Regions from separate parts of the Triticum aestivum genome. Here region 1 is linked to region 2. A link is a contact called in public Hi-C data. All regions are on one chromosome and are shown on one strand. Each heading gives the region's core, a stretch centred on a gene start, on an enhancer-like site or on the middle of the called end of the contact. The rest is flanking DNA. Distances are from core to core; before and after follow the strand shown. Region 1 holds the start of LOC123085684 (protein SUPPRESSOR OF QUENCHING 1, chloroplastic). Region 2 holds the start of LOC123081893 (calcium-binding protein CP1).

Region 1 (6,292 bases), core at 3,700-6,199, 720 kb after region 2:
TCACGATTTGTATTATGAGTTATGTGATTTGATGACTGAAGTTTGTTCGAAGTCCTGGATGAGATCACGGACATGACAAGGAGTCTCGAAATGGCTGCGAGGTAAATATTCATATATTGGAAGGTTGCATTTGGACATCAGAATGGTTCCAAGTGGTTTGGGCATTTTCCCACGGTACCGGGAGGTTACGAGAACCCCCCGGGAGAAGTATTGGGCCTATTGGGCCTTATTGGAGGAGAGGAGAAAGGCCATGTGAGAGGGGCGCCCCCCTTGTCCAAACCGAATTGGACTAGGGGAGGGGCCGGCCCCCCTCTTTCCTTCTCCCTCTCTCTCCCTTCCCCTTTTCCCTCTCCGTGGAAGGAAGGAGGGGGGGCAATCCTACTTGGACTAGGAGTCCAAGTAGGACCCCCCTTATGGCGCCCCCCTTAGGCCAGCCACCACCTCCTCCTCCCTTTATATATGTAGACGGGGGGGGGGGGGGCACCCCAAAGGCACAACAGACATCTCTTAGCCGTGTGTGGTGCCCCCCTCCACAGTTTACCACCTCGGTCATATCGTCGTAGTGCTTAGGCGAAGCCCTACGCCGGTAACTTGATCATCACCATCGCCACGCCGTCGTGCTGATGGAACTCTCCCTCGTCCTCAACCGGATCAAGAGCTCGAGGGACGTCACCGTGCTGAACGTGTGCAGAACACAGAGGTGCCGTACGTTTGGTACTTGGATCGGTTGGATCATGAAGACGTTCGACTGCATCAACCGCATTACTAAACGCTTCTACTTTCGGTCTACGAGGGTACGTGGACACACTCTCCCGTCTCGTTGCTATGCATCTCCTAGATAGATCTTGCGTGATCGTAGGATTTTTTTTGAAATACTACATTCCCCAACAGATTGATGATCTAGATTGGTTTGAGTTGTATGTTTTTTGTGCTGTCCTGTGGTGCCTTACGTGCCTCGCACACGTGAAGGATTCCCGTTGTAGGGTGTTGCAATATGTTCATGATTTTCTTATAGTGGGTTGCTTGAGTGACAAAAGCATAAAACCGAGTAAGGGGGTTGCTGCGTATGGGAAAAAGGGGACTTGATACTTTAATGCTAGGTTTTACCTTAATGATCTTTAGTAGTTGCGGATGCTTGCTGGAGTTCCAATCATAAGTGCATATGATCAAAGGAGAGAAAGTATGTTAGCTTATGCCTCTCCCTCATATAAAATTGCAATGACGACCACCGATCTTGTTAATAAATGCCTAGGATAATTCCGCACACCGATCCATCATCGTTCCACACTCGCTATTTATAATATATTCTAACTTTATGTTAACAACACCTATTTTATATTTTAGTTCTCTGATATCATGCAAAGTTATCCTCTTCATAACCACAATGTAGTTTTACTTCTCGTTTCTAGATGGAAGTAAACGTTCGGTGTACTAGAGTCGTATCAGTGGCAGATAGGACTTGAGAGAATATTGATCTTACTTTTAGCTCCTTGTGGGTTCGACACTCCATACTTATCACTTCCACCTTTGGAAATTGCTATGATGATTCCTTGCACTTGGGGATTATCACTGCTCTAAGGATGCTTGCACTTGGTATTGTCGCAGATGTTGTTGGTAAGATGGTTAGGATGGGGGAGAGCACATGCTTGAAGACTACTGTCAAGTTTGCCCGCGTCGTCGTGCAGTTGTTTGGAGCAGAGTATCTGAGAGAACCAAATGTGCAGGACACAGAAAAGTTGGTTGCTATTGGAGAGGCCAGAGAGTTTCCAGGAATGCTTGGATTAATTGATTGCATGCATTACTAATGGAAGAACTGCCCCAAAGGTTTGCGGAGAACGTATCAAGGTCACACCAAAGAGGCCACCATCATACTAGAAGAAGTGGCATCCCATGACTTATGGATTTGACATGCTTTTTTTGGAATGTCGGGTTCTCATAATGACATCAACGTGCTTGAACGATCTCCCTTGTTCAAGAGGCTTTATAATGGGGAATCACCGCCGTGCAAATACACTGTACATGGGTTACTATCTTGCAAATGGCATCTATCCTCAGTGGACGACGTTTGTGAAGGCCATATCCGAACCACACGGTAACAAAGAAAGACAATTTGCAATAATGCAAGAAACAACTAGGAAGGGTGTGGAGAGGGCATTTAGAGTACTTCAAGCTCGTTGGGGAATTGTTCGTGGAGTTGCAATGATGTGGAAATCAAAAACTTTGCGGCAGCACATGACATGTTGTGTTATCTTGCACAATATGATTGTCGAGAATGAGGGTGATGGTGTTGCTCAAATCAATGATTTTGAAACGCCTGGAGAACAAGTTCAAATCCCGGAAGATCAAAATGCAGCCCAACTTATGAACTTCCCGCAGGTGACTCAGAATCTTTGAGATCATCATGTGCACGGGCAGCTACTCAGTGATCTTGTGGAGCATATGTGGACCCATAATGAAAACCAAAGAGCTGATGTTTGAGTTGTGCACTTAAAATAAATTTTATGTACACACTATGTGTTTTTGGTACCAACATTTGTTATTTACGTGCAACATTTGCATGTATGATCGACGTGCATTGATTTGAGAGTTCAGATTTGAGATATGTGGATGTCGAGCACGATATATGAGGGGCCTTGGGATACGTCCGCAGGCATGTATATCCTGGATGCGGTCCTAGTCTTTCATGAAGTACGTCATGAGGTCCGTACCAAACACCAGAAGTTCGTCTTCCCGAAAATCGACTTCCACGAAGCCTATGACACGGTTAGATGGACATTCCTTTGGGAAGTCCTGCTTCAGAAGGGGTTTGATGACCGCTGGGTTACCCGGGTCATGCGAATGGTCTCCTCCGGTCAGACCGTGGTCAACATCAACGGCGAGATTGGTCCTTACTTCCCCACCCTATGTGGGGTTAGACAGGGTGACCCTTTCTCTCCGTTCCTCTTCAACATGGTCGTTGATGCTTTGGCTACCATCCTCAACATGGCGAGGGACACATGACACATTCGAGGTCTAGTTCCACACCTGGTGGGTGGAAATGGCGTTTCCCTTCTCCAGCACGCCGATGACACCATCATTATGGCCGAGGGCACCATGGAGGATATCATGAATGTCAATTTTCTCCTGCTCTGCTTCTAGGAGATCTCTGGCCTCAAGATTAATTTTGATAAGAGCGAGGTGATGGTAATGGGCCATTCCCCCACTGAGAGTCGGACTATATTGCCAATCGACTTAATTATCAGGTTGACTCCTTCCCCACTACCTAGTTGGGGATTCCCATTAGTGACTCTCGGCTCTCCGTCGCTGACTCGAGGCCTTCGGTTCTCAAACTCCATCACCGTGTTGAGCCATGGTAGGGACGATGGTTGTCTAAGGCAGGTCGGACGATCCTCATTAACTCCTCCCTATCCGGCCTCCTCCTATACATCATGAGCTTCTACAGCCTGCCCGAGACACTTTAACATGAGATCGGCACGATCCAGGCTCGCTTCTTCTGGGTCGGCGATGGTGATAAGCAGAAATACCACATGGTGCGATGGACCAAAATCTGCAAGCAGCGGGACCAGGGCGGCCTCGGCACCATGTCCTCCAAAACGGATGAACATTGTGCTCCTAACGCGCTGGCTCTAGCGTATCGCCAATGGGGACGGCGGCTTGTGGCTCCACATTATCCAGAATAAAAACTGTGTGGCCGGCCCCTCTGTGAGCGGTTTGGGGGCTCCCAGTTCTGGCAGTCCGTCATCCAACTGCTGCCTGTTCTCCGCATCAGGACCTCCATTTCGGTGGGATCTGGAACGACCACCTTATTCTGGTTCGATAGGTGGGCTGGCGATTCCCCCTTCGCGGCCCGGTTCTCGGACCTATTATCCATCGCGGTCGACCCTCAGGTCTCAGTTGAGACGACCCTTATTGACTTAGGGCGTCTCGCGTTCCAGCGCCCTTTGGGCCCTCGGAACTATCTGCCTGGCACGAGCTCATGGACGGCGTTGCGCTCCACGAGCTGGACCTGGAGACGGCGCACGATCGCCTATCCTGGCACCTAGAGCCCTCGAGCAGATTCTCCACGAAGTCTCTATACCGGGTCATTGCTGCCACCTCTCGGTCGGAGCCCCCGGAGACGATCCGGTCGACCAGACTCCCTCTGAAGATCAGAATCTTTTTGTGGCAATGGATCCGTGGGCGTGTCCCCTCCGGCGTTGAGGTGTTAAAATGAAATGGCCGGGGAGATGGGATGTGTCCTCTTTATGGGACCGAAGAATACTCAAATCACATTTTCTTCTCATGCGTCTCCGCCCGGTTTCTCTGGAGTTGCCTGCGCGAGGTGGTCGGTGGTCGTTGGTGTAACACCAACTTCCTCGACCTCTTTGCCGAGATCCAGGCCTCGCCCCCAGCGAGTCGCCACATTAGGTGGCTGAAGATTGGGGTCCTTGCTTGGATGCTTTGGACGGTTCGGAATAAGCTAGTGATCCAGCGTGTTCCTTTTCGACGTGCTACCGACGCAGTGTTTAAAATGTGTGGCTATTTGCAGCTTTGGCGGCTGCTTAGCCGCCTCCAAGACCGAGACGTCATCAACATCATCATTGCTAATCTTTGTGCGATGGCTCTTCGCTTGGCGCCACTGCTTCCTCGGCCATCACCTGAGCCGGATTAGCATCTTTGTGGCCTTGCCACCTTTTTTCTTTGTTCTTTTAGAGCTTGTTGAGCTGTGCCCTTAGCTGCACCTTCTGTACTATTTGTCGTGCGACCTGAGTGTGTGCGTGTGTGGACTTATATGGTACTTTGTGGTCTTGGTGGTTTGTTTTATTTACAAAGCGGGGTGAATTTTTTTTGGTAAAGAGATCTCATCTGCCTCACAAATTCCTCCCACTGGGGTTTGCTACCCTTGTTTTGGTTTCTCCCGCCTCATTTTCCCTCTTCCATTTTGTGTGGATCATGCCAAGATAAGGTCGCACCGGCCAAGCAGAGACCGCAGCAAAGGACGACCACGTTTAGGGCCAGATATCCACCCGCTCGTTCGCCGTGGCCGCCCCGCCACATAAACCGTCCCTGCCTCCCACTACTCCCGAGCTCGCGGTCCCCGACGGCTACCATGGCGCGGCAAATCGTGCCTTCTAGAAGCTTCCACAGCCTCCTCACCTCTCGGCACTACCCGCTCCCCTCCCCGGCGCCACCGCTCCGCCCTCTACTTCTACCGAAAGCCCTATCTCGGGCCACCGCCGCCGCCACCCCGCAACTCCCTCGCCGGGGGCGACGTCCCGTCGTCGCCGCCTCCGCCTCCGCCCCAGCGCCTTCCTCGTCGGAGACCGAGGCGGTGCCGGGGGCATGGGGGAAGGTCTCGGCCGTGCTGTTCGACATGGACGGCGTGCTCTGCAACAGCGAGGAGCCGTCGCGTCGCGCCGCCGTGGACGTCTTCGCCGAGATGGGCGTCGACGTCACCGTGGATGACTTCATCCCCTTCACGGGCACAGGTGACTTATCTCTCTGTGCTACTAGTACTGTCAGATCGGAAATGCAGTTCGCGCGATTTCTAACGACCATCCCATCCTATATGCTCGTATACCTTAAATTTCTGCGCCCCCTACGTTATTAGGTTGCGTGTAATCTGAACTACAAATATTGTATGCACATTATGACCTAAAAATATTGCTTTTAAAACTATGACCTAATGACCTACAGTATTGTTTTTTCCTGTGTATCTGTACTAGTTGGCTTGATAGTACATTGTACACCACTTCGCAGAGTAATTGAACAGTATGCTCGAACCAAGTTCTGTGCTTCTTAAGTTTTCTAATTTGTGTAAGTTGGCAGTCTGTATGCTCAGACCATGGATCATTGTGATTCCTTGGTAATTTCATTGACCACTAATTGATTATATGCTTGTTTGACAGTAACCATAATCCCTCACAAATTAGTTTTCTAGTTTTAAAACAATAACATTCTGTCACTGCCAGATAGCCATTTACTGAACCAAAAAAGTACTGTCGCATCAGAATACTCATGAGAGTATGTTATCTCTAGCTATAAGCATAAATGTTTTACCTATCCCTGCATTGGAGCACATGATATTAGATTGTGCCTTTCACTCTTGGGAATTCTAGATTCTCTTAGGCACCCAACACACCTGGACGGAGGGAGTATCAAACATTTAATCACGTACCTTCTCTTCTCTCGTTACTTTTTTGCATGATCTGAGTCGTGTAATAAAGGAATTGTTATCAGTTTTTTTTGTTTCCAATGTGGAAGTGATTTATCAGCTTTTCACTAATTTGTTATATGCTTATTTGGCAGTAAC
Region 2 (5,941 bases), core at 263-2,762:
TTTAAAATATTCAAACAGAGATTTCTGACGCTGATGAGAAAAAACTTCTTTTGTATTTAAAGTATTTCAAACACTGATGAGAAAAATGATGTCATATCATTCTATAAAGTAACAGTGAGAAAATACTAAACCTCATTAGTCTTGAACAATATTTACTTTGTAATATAGGTTGACCTGCAAATAGCACTCTGGCAGTTCCAGTTTACTGATTATTTCCTGAAGGGGGAGCACTGCCAGGATCAATGTGTGAAGCAAGCTTGATTTCTGACACATGCATACTCTGAAGCATCAGCAAATAACACTAACCAACTCTTTAGCAACAAATATGACACACTGAAGAGCAGTGGCGTAGCCAGCCCAATAAGTCAGGGTGGTCCACCAATAGAAATATTTACATAAGTTTATTTATTTTCAAAGAAATATATTTTTAATACACTATGGGGAAATTCCAGGGTGGTCCATGGACCACCCTGGCCACCCCCTAGCTACGCCACTGCTGAAGAGAGATTGCGAATGGGAGAATGGCTACAGTACACGTAAATCACTCAACAGCAAGCGATTATTTCTGGGAGTAAATTGAGTTGCGGATGATTACGGCGGTTATGGGGACCTCCGGATGCTGAACCACGCATTGATCACCACGTCACCTGCAGCGGCAACACCGCAATCGATCGAGCAACTGAATAAAATCTCAGCTGTGTTTTCAGTTCACTCAGCACAGCGGGTTGATTCTAATGAAAGGCAGGAGGCTCTTTGCAAAAACGCGCTCTGACCGGCTCGGGCCCGACGAGTCCACTTGTCTCTCTGTGATTGGTCTAGGACCAAAGTTGCACGTTGGGTGCAAGTTGTGGGACTGGGTAAGGTCATTTTGCAAGTTATAGGACCAAACCATCATATTGTGAGCAAGTTCTAGGACCCCCAATGCTTTTAACTCTTTTTTTTTTAAGACCGAAGACGCTCTTCAAAAACGACATGCGCGTGGTGTTAGCTACACAGCCTTCCTTCCTTCCTTCCTTCCACACGCGCTCAGGAACGTAAGGTGGATCGAACAGTCACGCGCGTGGTGTTGCACAAGCAGCTTTCCTTGCGAAAGATACTACAAACTCAGCCACAAAAAATTCTGACGCCACGAAGGATCTCACACCGAAAGCGACGGCCAGAGCTCGTACCGGCGACCGACCGGTGATGTCAGCCTACACGTCTTCCCGATTGGACCGGTCCAACCAAGCGCCGAAAACCTGTGGCCCCACGCTCGGCTCCTTGCCCTCCAAGCTTTCTCTCACCTCAAATCGTAAATCAAACCAATTAAATACTCATATCACCCGCGTTGACACAGAAATCGCGAGAAAACCCAGTGCACCACCTCCACGAAACACCCGTGTCCCGGTGGGAATCTGCAAGATCAAAACGTGAGATACAGATATACAGCAGGCCGTAGACGAGGTCCACGAATAGCCCTCCTGGCCAGCTGGAGAATTCTATTCCGCCGCCTATAAATACGGGCCTCCTCTCCTCGCCAAACCCAAATAGCCTCCCAGCCCTCTCTGCCTCCCGAAAAAACAAACAAACAGAGATCGCGCTTCCAATCTAGCTCTGCGGCTGTCGCGAGGCTCCACATTTCCCTCCCCGCAGCGCCGAAGTAAGCATGTGTCCCGGCGGCAGGTACGCGGGCCTTGACCTCCCCGCCGGCGCCGGCGCGGGGGACCTGCGGCCGGCGTTCGACGTGCTGGACGCGGACCACGACGGCCGCATCAGCCGCGACGACCTCAAGACCTTCTACGCCAACGCGGGCGCCACCGACGAGCGCTTCGACGACGACGACATCGAGGCCATGATCACCGCCGCCGACGCCGACCTCGACGGCTTCGTGCAGTACCACGAGTTCGAGGGCCTCCTTGGCCGCGCAGCTAAGGCGGGGGCGGACAGCGGCTGCCGCTCGGCGATGGAGGACGCCTTCCGGCTAATGGACCGCGACGGGGACGGCAAGGTCGGGTTCGAGGACCTCAAGGCCTACCTCGGGTGGGCCGGGATGCCGGTCGCCGACGACGAGATCCGCGCCATGATAAGTATGGCTGGTGACGGCGACAGCGGCGTGGGGCTCGAGGCGCTCGCCAGAATACTCGCCGTGGACTTTGATGCCATCGTCTGAAGAATCTAAAATAATCCTACTGTAAAGCACTAGACTTGATTTTTTGGGACTTTTTCCCCCTAAAATTTGGTTGGTGGGGAGAGCAGGCTGGCGTGAGATTGATTGTTGTGAGTGGTTCTCGTTAACCGTGAGTTTTGAATGTATCGTACTGTTACCCATAAAAAATCGAAAATCTTTGAGAAACATGAAAGATACTATGCGTGTATCCTTGGAAACTTAAACAAGTGCTCTACTCCCCTGCAGGTCATAATACTCCTTCATTCTAAATGTAGTGCGTCCATGTTTTTCGAGATCTAAATTTGATCATAAATTTAGTCAACAAGACCAACTGTGGCGGTAGCAAAAATTATAGCACTTAATTCGTATTTTCAAACTTAGATTTCAAAAAATGCGGGTGCACTACATTTAGAAATAGAGAGAGTATGTCACTAGCATGCAGAGCGCCGGTGTGCGTGGCTGCTTTATTTTTTATATAAGAAAAGAAGACAATGGGTAAGCAACCAATTTAACTCAGATAAATATCGAAAGCTACTAAAAATCAGTTCACCCATGGTTACAAACACTTAGCCACTCTGGAGTCGCCTCCGCTACTCCCTCCTTCGCCGTCATCATCGAAAGTCGTCTAGCAAAGCCCCGCGACGCACAATGGTGGTGAGAACATGCACTGCCTCACCTTGGTGCCTCGGATCCAAGGTCCCGGAGTCGCCATCTTCTTTTCGGTCGGCGAGTGCTGACCTTTTGACGGCTTCTCGCACTCGTCGCCGCCATGGGGAGGCCCCGGATGGATCCGACATGGATGTGGCGGCTAGGCGGGCGACAGCTCCACTGACTGATCTACCTTGCTCACGATCCGGTTATGTCGGCTCCATGGACGACGGGTCTGGGCAGGGCTATATCCGGTGAGATGGTAGACGTGGTGATGTGCTCCATCTCGATGTTGGTCGGTGTGGTGACCACTGCGGTAGCGGTCGTGCCGCGAATTGTGGTCCCACCAAAAGGTCTTTGCAGGGGTTCTCTTTCCATATCCGGTGGTTGCCTCGGCAGTGAAATGCATTCCGTGGACGACGACTTGAGATATGATTGTGCAGACTGGCGATCAATGTTCTAGCCCAACGCATGCAACTCTTAGGATCACGGAAAAGTGGTGGCAACAACACACGGTTGACTTCGATAGTGGTGCTTCTAGAGTACTCGGTATCGAGCTCTGTGGTGAAAATCCAGGCTTGGCCCGAGTTGGTTATACCTAGCAATGGCTATCTTTTTTACATTGTTACCTTGTTGAAGGCATTACTCGGATATGCTCATACCAGTTCTTCAGGGTGAAAACCTACATTCTTGCCTTTGGAGGTGATTGAGACCATGCAAGACGGAGGACAATCAGCGGGTGCGGCGGCGGCAATTTTTGATGATTGTTTTCACTATGCATGTGATTTTGTGGTGACTAGACTCGAACACGGTAATAGAGAGGGAAACAAAGTTGCTCATGAACTTGCTAGATTAGCTAGATTTTCTTTGACTTCGGATTGGGTTGAGGAGCCTATCAATGAAATTGTAATGATCATCACAAACGATGTACTGATTATTTCTAATAAATAAAGTTTCGATTTAACTCAAAAAGATGATTGGTGTGAATGTGGTCATTCCTGTTGTTTGCCGACTGCAGATTTGATCAGTTCCTTTTTTTCTCTCGCTTAGGCATAACTTTGGTGTTATATTACTTTGTTATTTGCCGGTATTTTGTGTGTGTGTGTGTGTGTGTGCATCCTACCTACGCAGAGGCTGGGTATGTGCTTATTGGGTTTGTATCCACTTGATGCTTCATTTTAAGTAAATAAAACCCACCTTTATTCAAAAGCAAACACTTAGGTACATATTTTAAATATTCCAGGCAAAGTTGTTCCTACCAAGATAGTCAAAGTTTGAAAACTGTCTCGTGCAACCAAAACTTGTACAAAATAAAGCTTTCTTTGAACTAAAGGAAAATTGCTCTTTTATACATTTCAAAGATCATAATTTTACAGATAACACCAAAGGAGAATTGCTCTTGTATACATTTCAAAGATCATATTTTTACAGATAATACCCCATCCAACAATAATAGATGGAAATTGGTAACAGAGGATGGAAAACCAGTAAAAAAGCTGAATTGGAAAATAGAAAGAACTAACATTTATACAAAGGTACACTCTTTTAGCCTCGGTGTTGGCAGCCCAGCCAGAAAACCAACAATGTAATCTGTGATGCATACAAATTTTAGTTAACAAATCAACAAAAGTTGAATGGAAATACTCTAGTAAAAGGATAGAATCTTTGGCATTACATTGCAAGGACGATTTCTTTATACATAATATTTTGAGTACTATATGTTGCATCCTCTCACCCTTAGTCGTGAACAATAGCACACATGAGCAACAGAATATAGATGAATTATCAATCAAAATCAAGCCTAATTCTCACAATCTAAATGGTACTAATTTTGTATACTCTAAAGCACATAATTTTGTTTGATTTTCTTATCCTATGATATCCTGCACAAAAGTGGCTAGCTATCTCATCATAATTAACCTAACTTTAAATAGATGGTAGAATGAGCAAAAAAGATGCTAAGCTTTATACTACTAACGTTTCTATAGGCGTTGGTGTGGGCAACGACGCCATAAAAGAGTCTTGATGACCCACAAGTATAGGGGATCAATCGTAGTCCTTTCGATAAGTAAGAGTGGTGAACCCAGCGAGAAGCCGAAGGAAATGACAAGTGGTTTTCAGCAAGGTATTGTCTGCAAGCACTGAAATTATTGGTAACAGATAGTTTGATAGCAAAGTAATATGTAACGAGCAACAAGTAGCAATTATAACAAAGGTGCATCAAGGTGGCCCAATCCTTTTTGTAGCGAAGGACAGGTCGGAACAGTCTCTTATAATAAGAAAAATGGTCTTGAGGACACATGGGAATTTCATCTAGTCACGTTCATCATGTTTGTTTGATTCACGTTCATTACTTGAGAATTTGATATGTGGGTGGACCGGTGCTTGGGTGCCATTCTTAGTTGATCAAGCCTCCCACTTATGATTAACCCCTCTCACAAGCATCCACAATTACGAAAGAAGAATTAAGATAAATCTAACCATAGCAGGAAACATATGGATCCAAATCAGCCCCTTTCCGAATAGCGCATAAACTAGGGTTTAAGCTTCTGTCACTCTAGCAACCCATCATTTAATAACTACTCCACAATGCCTTCCCTTAGGCCCAAAGATGGTGAAGTGTCATGTAGCCGACGTTCACCTGATACCACTAAAGGAAGCAACAACATACATATCATTAAAATATCGAACGAATACCAAATTCACATGATTACTTATGACAAGAATTCTCACATGTCTGCAAGAACAAAAGTAACTACTCACAAATCATATTCATGTTCAAGATCAGAGGGGTATTGAATATCATTAAGGAACTGAACATATAATCTTCCACCAAATAAACTGACTAGCATCAACTACACGATGTAATTAACACTAGTAGCAACCCACATGTACCAATCTGAGATTTTGAGACAAAGATTGAATACAAGAGATGAACTAGGGTTTGAGATGAGATGGTGTTGGTGAAGATGTTGATGAAGATTGGTCCTCTCGTGATGAGAGGATCGTTGGTGATGATGATGGCTTCACTTTCCCCCTCTCGGTGGGAAGTTTCTGCGACGGAATCACCCCGTTGGAGGGTAAAAGTGCTCCTGCCCGGGTTCCGCCTCGAGACGACGACACTTCATCTCGAAACCTTTTTCTAAC

The links. A called contact is a pair of places that touch in the nucleus more often than the background predicts.
Region 1: a Hi-C map of leaf shows a contact between it and region 2, with 8 times the contacts expected there. The contact joins the promoter of LOC123085684 here to the promoter of LOC123081893 in region 2. A contact is called at or near these places in 2 of 5 Hi-C or Micro-C datasets (both in leaf).

Annotation. Positions count from the first base shown.
Region 1 is chr4A:154,200,230-154,206,521 of IWGSC CS RefSeq v2.1, forward strand. It overlaps LOC123085684 (protein SUPPRESSOR OF QUENCHING 1, chloroplastic), which reads left to right and starts at 4,950. Exons shown (of 27, transcript XM_044507364.1): 1 at 4,950-5,468. The coding sequence starts at 5,090.
Region 2 is chr4A:153,487,435-153,493,375 of IWGSC CS RefSeq v2.1, forward strand. LOC123081893 (calcium-binding protein CP1) reads left to right here and starts at 1,513. Exons shown (of 1, transcript XM_044504405.1): 1 at 1,513-2,370. The coding sequence starts at 1,646. The coding sequence ends at 2,149.